Regions from separate parts of the Mus musculus genome. Here regions 1 and 3 are each linked to region 2. A link is a contact called in public promoter capture Hi-C data. All regions are on one chromosome and are shown on one strand. The core of a region is the stretch at or near the end of the contact, and the rest is flanking DNA. Distances in the headings are between cores, read along the strand shown.

Region 1 (2,780 bases), core at 220-2,719, 4.7 Mb after region 2:
GCTGTGGGGTGGGATTGAGATGTGGGACAGCCTGGACTTTTACGGTGGCTGGGAGTCACACAGAGGAGATAGATGTATCTCTGGGCGTGTAGAGCTGACAAGGGGGTCCAGAGATTTGCAGGGACTTATGTGACAGGAGAAGGTTGAAGAAAGACTTCCTGGAGAGGGGATGAAGGAGCCCCACGCAAAGGTCACTTTTCCTGGTTTCACAATTGCTTCCTGTGACAGGGAATGCTAAAACAGCTTTGAGAGCCCTGCCAAAACCTACAACATAAGCCTTTCCACTAGGACTGATGGGTAAAACCTTGGCTCACAGGGCAGCTCAACGCTGGTCACCCTCAGACTGGCCAGAGACTGGAGGGGGAGGACCCTCTCTCAGCATGACCCACAATTATACCACCCCCCATCCATAGCAGTATCCCAGGCTAGTTTCTACCCTCTGAACAGAGGCAGAACCCTCCTTCTCCAGCCCCCATCCAGCATTCTTGGGATTTTGTTCCACACTGCCTCGGCGTGTGAGGATCCTGGAGTAGACTGATCTGTGACCCCTTACTTTGACCTGTGACCCTCTCTTCCATCCCGCGGTCCTAGCAGCCTGCTCTTTCCCTCAGCCACTCACCTGCCGACGCGCCAGCCCACTTCTCCTCCCCTCCCCCCAAGGTGGGGAAGGAATGGCGGGCAGAGAAGGAAGGCGGAAGGGGGGTGACATTCCTTGGATTCCCTGGATGGGGGGAAGTGAAGGAGTCAAGGAGAGCAGAGCAGAGCAGAGGGAGGGGCACCCCATCCCCACCTCATCACCAAAGAGGCCGACCAGGACTGGGAATTGAAAACCCATTAGAGAAAAGATTGACCTGACCAGTTCCAGGCCACTGCTCAGTCAGAGGAGGGGCGCTTCCCAGCAAGGTGGCTGCCTCTAAGGGGAGGGCATCCTAGGGCACTCAGGGAAGAGCCGGTCATGCAGGAGAGACTACAAAGAGAGACCAGCACAGGCAACTAATCACATCAGGGACCGCTGGTCAAAACCGACAGTTCACAAACCAGGGCGATGGCTCACCCTTGTAATCCCAGTACTTGGGAAACTGAGGCAGAAGGCCAGCCTGAGCTACAGTGGGCCACCGACTCCAAAAAGAAAATAAACTAGGAAAAAGATTCACCTGCAGTCGAGGGCCACATGCCACCTTGGGCATGCGTGTCAAGACCCCGCAGGTGGCCAGGAAGGAAGGGAACGAGTATCTGCGCGCTTTCCCTTAGATTCCAGCTCGAGGCTTGACTGGAGGGTCGGTCCCCACGGCTGAGGAGGAGAGCCGCAGGCGTGGGTTGGATGGAGCAGCGCGCGGCGGTGCTAGCGGGTCCCCGCGCGCGCGAGGGTGGGAGGTCCTCTCAGGGCAGTGGGAGGTCTTGGCCCTGCGCCCAGCTTGGGGATGGGGTGGGCGTGGTCAGGGGCGTGGTCAGGGGCCTGGCCTCCGCTGCCAGCTTCAGGGCGGCGGAGAGCCTCGCCCGGGCTCAGTCACTGCCGCCACTGCAGGGAACATGGAACCCCCTGACGCCCGCGCAGGGCTGCTGTGGCTCACCTTCCTGCTGTCGGGCTACTCAGGTATGACTTGGGGCTGAGGGCAGAGCTGAAACTTGAGGTTGGGGCTTGTGGGGCAGGCCCCTGGAGTCCCCGAGAAGACAAGGGGAACAAGCTTCCATTTCCCCAGGGATCACAATCTAGGGATTCCCCAGTAGGGAGGAAGGCGGGAGGCCTTGGGGTGCACCCGATCTGAGAGCTAAGGATACCCTAGCTCTGGAGCAAACACATCTGAGACAGCTGTCCCTCCCCAGCTCTTTGGGAATCCTGGAGTCTAAGCCCTGCGACCCCTAATAACCTTGAGTACCTGGAATCTGGGATCTGTAGCCCCTAGTCCCTTAGACTGGAGTCCAGCCCCTCCCCTCCCCCATAGTCAAAATAGGTTCTGCTAAGATACTGAAGATTAGCATCCCGGAGCTGTTCTCTAAGTGATTAAGCTCAGAGTTTCCTCAGAGAAACGGGGGACCCTGCGGTTAAAGCACTTTCTAGAATGTTAGGGTTTCCCCAAAATTCAGAGTTTAGGCTGCCTCTAAAGGACCCGCCTCTCTCTGAAAGGGCCGGAAGAACCGAGCCTGACAGAGAAGGTGGAACAGTGTTTTCCGACTGACAGGGCCCCTTTCCTGAGGGCCCCGATAAATCCACACACCTGCATGTGGTGAAGTGGGGAGGAGAAACAGGGGCGGGGGGACACTGGGGACAGGGTGAAGAGAGATCAGGGAAGACAGGATATCTGGCTGCTTGGCTGCTCACAACCAGTCCAGAGCACCAGCTTGGCCCCCAACCAGCTCCCCTGGGACAGGCTGGGCCCAGAGGTGGGTGCCTGAGAACCAAGGCTCCTGGCACAAACGTGATATAGAGTGGGAACCCAGGAGTAGTCTGTGCCAGGTTAGGCGGGAAAGGAATGATGCCAGCCCAGAGGGTAGATTCTCAGCAAGAACCGTGCTACCTGCCAGACCCTGACAGGAATCCAAGACCCAAGTTCTCAGGTCCCTAGGACTCAGAGATCCGTGTTTCCCACATGCAGCCTGCTATACCTCGGGCAGCTAGTTGTCTAAACTTCCAGTCCTTTCTCCCTCAGGACCCAGCCTCACCTCTGCCCAGGTGACTCACCTCACCCTTTTCAAGCTTCTCTGGTAAAGAGATGGGGGGGGGGTGTTGTCAAGGGGCGGGTAGGGGGCTCTGGCGCCAAGCTGGGCAGGTCTCAGCCAGC
Region 2 (2,688 bases), core at 103-2,602:
TCCCCATGATGGATTCCTGGGCAAAGTAACTTGACCCACCGCAGGGGAGTGTCCCATGGTGGATATAAGAAACACAGGGTTCTAAGTGTGAGCATTCAGGTGACATTTCCTGACCTTGTCCCCAGCCTCAGGGTCACCGTGTCTTGGGTGGGGGCTGGGGGGTCCTCCAGATTCCCATAGTGAGTGAGAAAGACATGTGGATGTCCTGGAGGGGGCTCTTCTGTGAAGTGTGGCTTGGATGTGTGAACGGGTGGGAGGGTTTGGGGGAGACATTTGTGGAATCCACGTGTGTGCTCACATGCCAATGTTCCCTATATGCCACTTCACACATCTATACTGTCACTGCCCTGCCTGACACCACTCTTCTCCAGGAGCGAGGAGGGATACAGAGATGGGAAAAGGAGGATGGAGGATGCATGGAGAGAGGAAGCAGATTTGGGGGAGAGGGAGACAGTGGGGTAGAGAGGAGAAAGGAGGCAGCTAGGCAACAGAGGCTGCTAGAGAAATGGGAGAATGATAGGGGACAGAGAAGGGAAGAGATACAGGATGTCAAGGAGACGGGGAGAGAGATGGTGAATGGGGACATAGAGGGACGACAGCAGCACAGGAGGCGGCAGAGTGAATAGAGGATGGGGGGCAGGCAGAGTGACCCAGGAAAAAGGGACAGAGGTGGGGGACAAAGGCGGCGTGGAGAAACGGGAAGGGGGAAACAAGGAGAAAGGAGGACAGAGGGAAGGAAGGACAGGACTTGAAGACTGAGGGACAGAGGACAAGGGCTGGGGGAAAATGAGAGAGAGAGAGAGAGAGAGAGAGAGAGAGAGAGATCTAAAGACTAGGACCGAAGGACAGTGGGACCGGCCTGGAGAAGGAGGGCTTGGGGACATAGGGGGAGGGAGGGTCTCGGGCCCTTTGTCCCCGCGGGATCGGGGCCTGTGCGGGGTGGGGGGGCTGCGGCACGGCGGCCGGGGCCCGCGTCCCCCCTCCCCTGCCCGCGGCTCTGGGCTCCTGGCCCGCGCTGCGCTTTGTCCCGGGGACGAGGGTCTCCCGCAGCCCCCCCCCCCCACGCAGCGCATTGTTCCGGCCTCTGCAGGCCCCCAGGCGACCCAGCTGTCACAGCGACGAGACCCCCTCCCCAACCCGACCGCAATACGCACACCTCCCTCGTCACCCCGATCCAGCCCACCGACCCGGCCCCCACCTCCGTCACCCTACCTGGCCCCGCCGCGGCCGCCCACAGCAGCAGCAGCGGCCACTGGAAGCGCCGGGCCCGGCCCATGGTGCCGCCGCCGCCGCCGCCACCGCCGCCGCCACCGCCGCCGCCGCTCGCTCCCGGCCCGGCACCTGCACCTCCCGCGCCGTCGACCCCGCCCCCGAGTCCAGTCCCGCCCTCTGCTCCGCCCACTGCGCGCCTTGGTGGGCGTGGCGTCAGCTAAGGGGCGGGGACCGGACGGGGACAGAGGGGCCCAGACAATGCGGGGAGAGGGAGGACGGGAGCGCGGAAGGGCGCGCACGGGGGTGGGAGAGCAGGACAGCATGCGGACCCGGGCGCGAGGGCAGGGCGTGAGCGTGACGGCGTCGTGGGAGCCAGTGGGGGAGGACTTGGGAGAGCGGAAGGTCGTGAGGGTCGTGTGAAGGTGCAAAGGTGTGCGTGCGTGTGCGCGCAGGCGTAGCCTGGACTAGCGGAGCTCCCTAGAGGACGCTGCACGGGAGACACGGGGAAGATGCGCAGGAGATGCACCGGAGTGTGCGCGGAAGATGCACGAGAGATGCGTGGGAGAGGCGCGGGAGATGCACGGGGGAATGTATAGAAGACACACGGGAGATGCGGGGAAGATGCACGGGGGTTGTGCAGAAGCTGCTTGGGAAACCCATAGGGGGTGCGTGGGAGATGCTTGGGAGATGCGCGAGAGGGCGATGCTCGGAAGCGCGCGAAGGTGCGGGGTGCTGGCGTGTGCTGTGAGTGTGAGCTTTGGGGGAGAGGAGTGTGATGATGCCACAGTGAATGTGGGCAGGGAAAGACTGAGAGGCTGGGCAGCAGCGGGTGGCTGAGCAGGTATGGACTTCTTTGGGCAGGGCATAGAATAGTGTCCGCTCCCTCCCTCTAGTCCTGACCATGACTCGCCAAGTTTCAGTCTTCTTTCCCTGGGAGGGGCCTCCAGAAAGCTAACCAGACTGGAAGGAAGTCTTAACCCTAGGCCCTGGGGAGAGCGAAGCCCCTGCCTGGGGCAATCTTCCAGGTATGGCATCCAGACGCTGTACTCTTTCCCACACTGTCCAGTCAAGTCTGTCTGTGTGACTCTGCCTTTCAGGTTCTGTTCCTCATCCTGGGGGGCTGACTCATCCCTCCAAACTTTGCTCTCTTTTTTCTTCTTGGGTGTGGGTTCCCCTGAACCCACCCCTGTGGCCACCTGAAGGCCTGGAGCAGGCTTATGACTCATAGGACCAAGAAGAGGAAGAAAGTGAGGTGCTGGTGGCCTCTGCCTCTCACAGGACTCAGGGACAGCAGGTAAACTGGGTCAACATATGCCCATTCTGAAAAGCTCGGCTTTTTATTTTCTCTCCATCACTTCTAAACTGTTGTATATCCAGGTCAACCAAGGGTCATCATCACATGACACACTTCCTGTCCAGTGCCTAGCTCCCAGCATCCTCTCTGTCTTTAGTCCCAAATTCATCAACTCTTATGTC
Region 3 (2,688 bases), core at 21-2,520, 4.6 Mb after region 2:
AGGAAGCTAACAAGCTCTGTGTGTGTGTGTGTGTGTGTGTGTGTGTGTGTGTGTGTGTGTGTGTGTGTTATGGGAAAGGACTAGAGACGCTGTATTCACAGGGCAGAAACAGGGAGGGAGAGAGAAGGGCACAGAACTTTTTCCCTTTTCGGGTGTGTGTGGGAGGTGGTTTAGTGACCTGCCAGTTTATACCACAGCAATGGGGAGATCTGGGAGAAGGGGAAGCCCACAGTCATGACAGCATGGTCAGAGAAGGAACAGAATGGTTACAGGCTCTCAGTGTGGAAATGCCACAGGACTCAAGAAACTCCAGAGATTTCCAGAAGACTTGCCCCTCAGATTCCCATTCAGAATTAACCGAGAGCAGGAACTGGGGGGGGAGGAGGTGAAGGTTGGGGAGCACAGGCCCGGCATTGCTGCATTCCAAGGTGTTGGGAGGAAGATCAGGAGTTCAAGGGTAGTCTAGAACAATCGTTCTCAACCTGCGAGCTTCAACCCCTTTGGGGAACCATATCAGATATCCCACATGTCATATTTACATTATGATATTTACATGTCCCATATTCACATTATGATTCATAACAGTAGCAAAATTACAGTTATAAGTAGCAATGAAAATGATTTTATGATTAGGGGTCACCACAGCATGAAGAACTGTATTAAAGAATCCGGGCATGGTGGCACACGCCTTTAATCCCAGCACTTGGGAGGCAGAGGCAGGCTGATTTCTGAGTTCGAGGCCAGCCTTGTCTACAAAGTGAGTTCCAGGACAGTAAAACCCTGTCTCGAAAACAAACACACAGAAACAAAAACAAACAAAGAAAAAAAGTATCGCGCACTGGGAAGATTGAGAACCACTGACCTAGAATGTGCTTCATGAGACCTTATTTCTTTTTTTAAACAGTTTCACTGTGTAACTCAGACGAGGCTGGATTTGTCTACGGTGGACCCGGCTGACACAGAACTCACAGATCTGCCTGCCTTCCAAAGTGCTGTGATTAAAGACATTTGAAGCCTAGCCCCCTGCCCCCCATTATTTTTAATTAAAAAAAAAATCCGGGATGATCTCACGTGGCCCAGGCTGGCCTTAAACCCGCTTTCAATTCTGATGATCCTCTTGCCTCCATCCTCCCCACCCGACTCAGGTGCTGGGATGACAGGTTTACAGAACACTAATCGTCAGGGTCGTTCACTCATCAACCAGCCCGGCAGACGTGCTTGGCTGTGTGCGCCTGCCCAGCAGGGGACCGCCCTCAATGGGCCGTCCCTAGGCGGCACCCGCTTAGCTGAGATTCCAGCACTTGACTTCAGGGTTTCGGAGAGATAAGGCGCTTGGCCGTTACTAACTGGACTACAAAGAGCTGGATCGGACCGGAACCACATGGCTCAACTCGCCCGAGCCACCCGCTCCCCGCTGTCATGGCTGCTGCTGCTGTTCTGCTATGCACTCCGGAAAGCGGGTAAGTAGCCCCGCGCCCCGCGCCCCGCGCCCCGCGCCCCGCGCCCCGGCCTGTGCGCACCTCGAGAGGCCCTCCCAGGCCACCCGATCCCTTCTTCCCGGCCCAAAGTCCTAGGTCTGGATTCTGGAGCAGAGATTCCAGAAAATAGGGCGTGGTGACTCACACCGGCCACCGGAGTACAGGGGAGGATGAGGTAGGAGGGTTGCCTTGAGTTCCAACGTAGCCTAGACTCGGGAATGAGAACCGGATTTGCTCCACTTCGCGCACGCTTGCGCACGCGCACACACACACACACACACGCGCGCGCGCGCGCACACACACGCACGCACGCGCGCAAAAGATGTTTTATTATTGTAAAATAAATGACTCGTACACTGAGAAAAAGTCTGGGTGACTCATGCCAGGAACCTTAACCCTAGTGGCCACACTCTCTCCAGCAAGTTAATCGTGACTGACTCAGAGTTGATTTATTAGTTCATTTTCCTTTCGCTGAGTTGGAGACTGAAGCCTCACTGGGGAATTGTAGCACAGGAGTCTACCCCTGAGCACACAGGGTGCTGAGGATAGACCCTTGGTCCTCACACAACCTAATTCGGAGCCCTGTGCTATTCCCATTGTTTCAGTGGTTGACCAGCAGCAAGTCAGGCTGGGCGCTCAGAGTGAGCTCAGAGTGACTGGAACCAAAAAACCAAACCAAACCAAACCAAAACAGGGAGGTGGTGGCTCATGCCTTTAACCCCAATAGGGGAGGCAGAGACAGGTGGAGCCCCGTACAGGGGTACCCTAGGGTCACCATGACGGGTCCTGGGTTCCCAGAACTTCACTCTGAAGTCATTATCAGACTTCTCAAGTATTCAGAAATGCCTGATACTGTATTCCCTAATGTTGAGGGCCTACTGTGTATTGGGCTAAAGGAGAGAGTCTCACATAGGGCCTAGCAGAGTGACTATTGAATGGCTCGGATTCAAACCCCACCGTATCTTGTCGTCTTATGCCTGCGTGATCCCCCTAGCAAATTCTTCTATGCCTCCATTTCTGCATATGTAAGTGGTACCTGAAGCCCAGTGTGATGGTGCTCACCCTTAATCGCAGAATTTAGGAGGCAGAGGCAAGCAGATCTCTGAGTTCCAGACCAGCCTGGTGAATGTACTGAGGTGATGTTTAGTGTCTCTACTACTACTAATAATAATAATAATAACAATAATAATAATAATGAATTATAAATACT

Evidence for each region. Promoter capture Hi-C pulls out the DNA fragments that hold promoters and counts their contacts.
Region 1: a contact with region 2 is called in a promoter capture Hi-C map of embryonic stem cells. The contact joins the promoter of Bcam here to the promoter of Cadm4 in region 2. A contact is called at or near these places in 5 of 39 promoter capture datasets (cranial neural crest, embryonic stem cells, frontonasal cranial neural crest and 1 more).
Region 3: a promoter capture Hi-C map of embryonic stem cells shows a contact between it and region 2. The contact joins the promoter of Pvr here to the promoter of Cadm4 in region 2. A contact is called at or near these places in 2 of 39 promoter capture datasets (cranial neural crest and embryonic stem cells).

The regions. Positions count from the first base shown.
Region 1 is chr7:19,769,221-19,772,000 of GRCm38.p6, reverse strand. It overlaps Bcam (basal cell adhesion molecule), which reads left to right and starts at 1,469. Exons shown (of 15, transcript NM_020486.2): 1 at 1,469-1,594. The coding sequence starts at 1,531.
Region 2 is chr7:24,480,687-24,483,374 of GRCm38.p6, reverse strand. Cadm4 (cell adhesion molecule 4) reads right to left here and starts at 1,352. Exons shown (of 9, transcript NM_153112.3): 1 at 1,213-1,352. The coding sequence starts at 1,276.
Region 3 is chr7:19,919,725-19,922,412 of GRCm38.p6, reverse strand. It overlaps Pvr (poliovirus receptor), which reads left to right and starts at 1,270. Exons shown (of 8, transcript NM_027514.2): 1 at 1,270-1,460. The coding sequence starts at 1,382.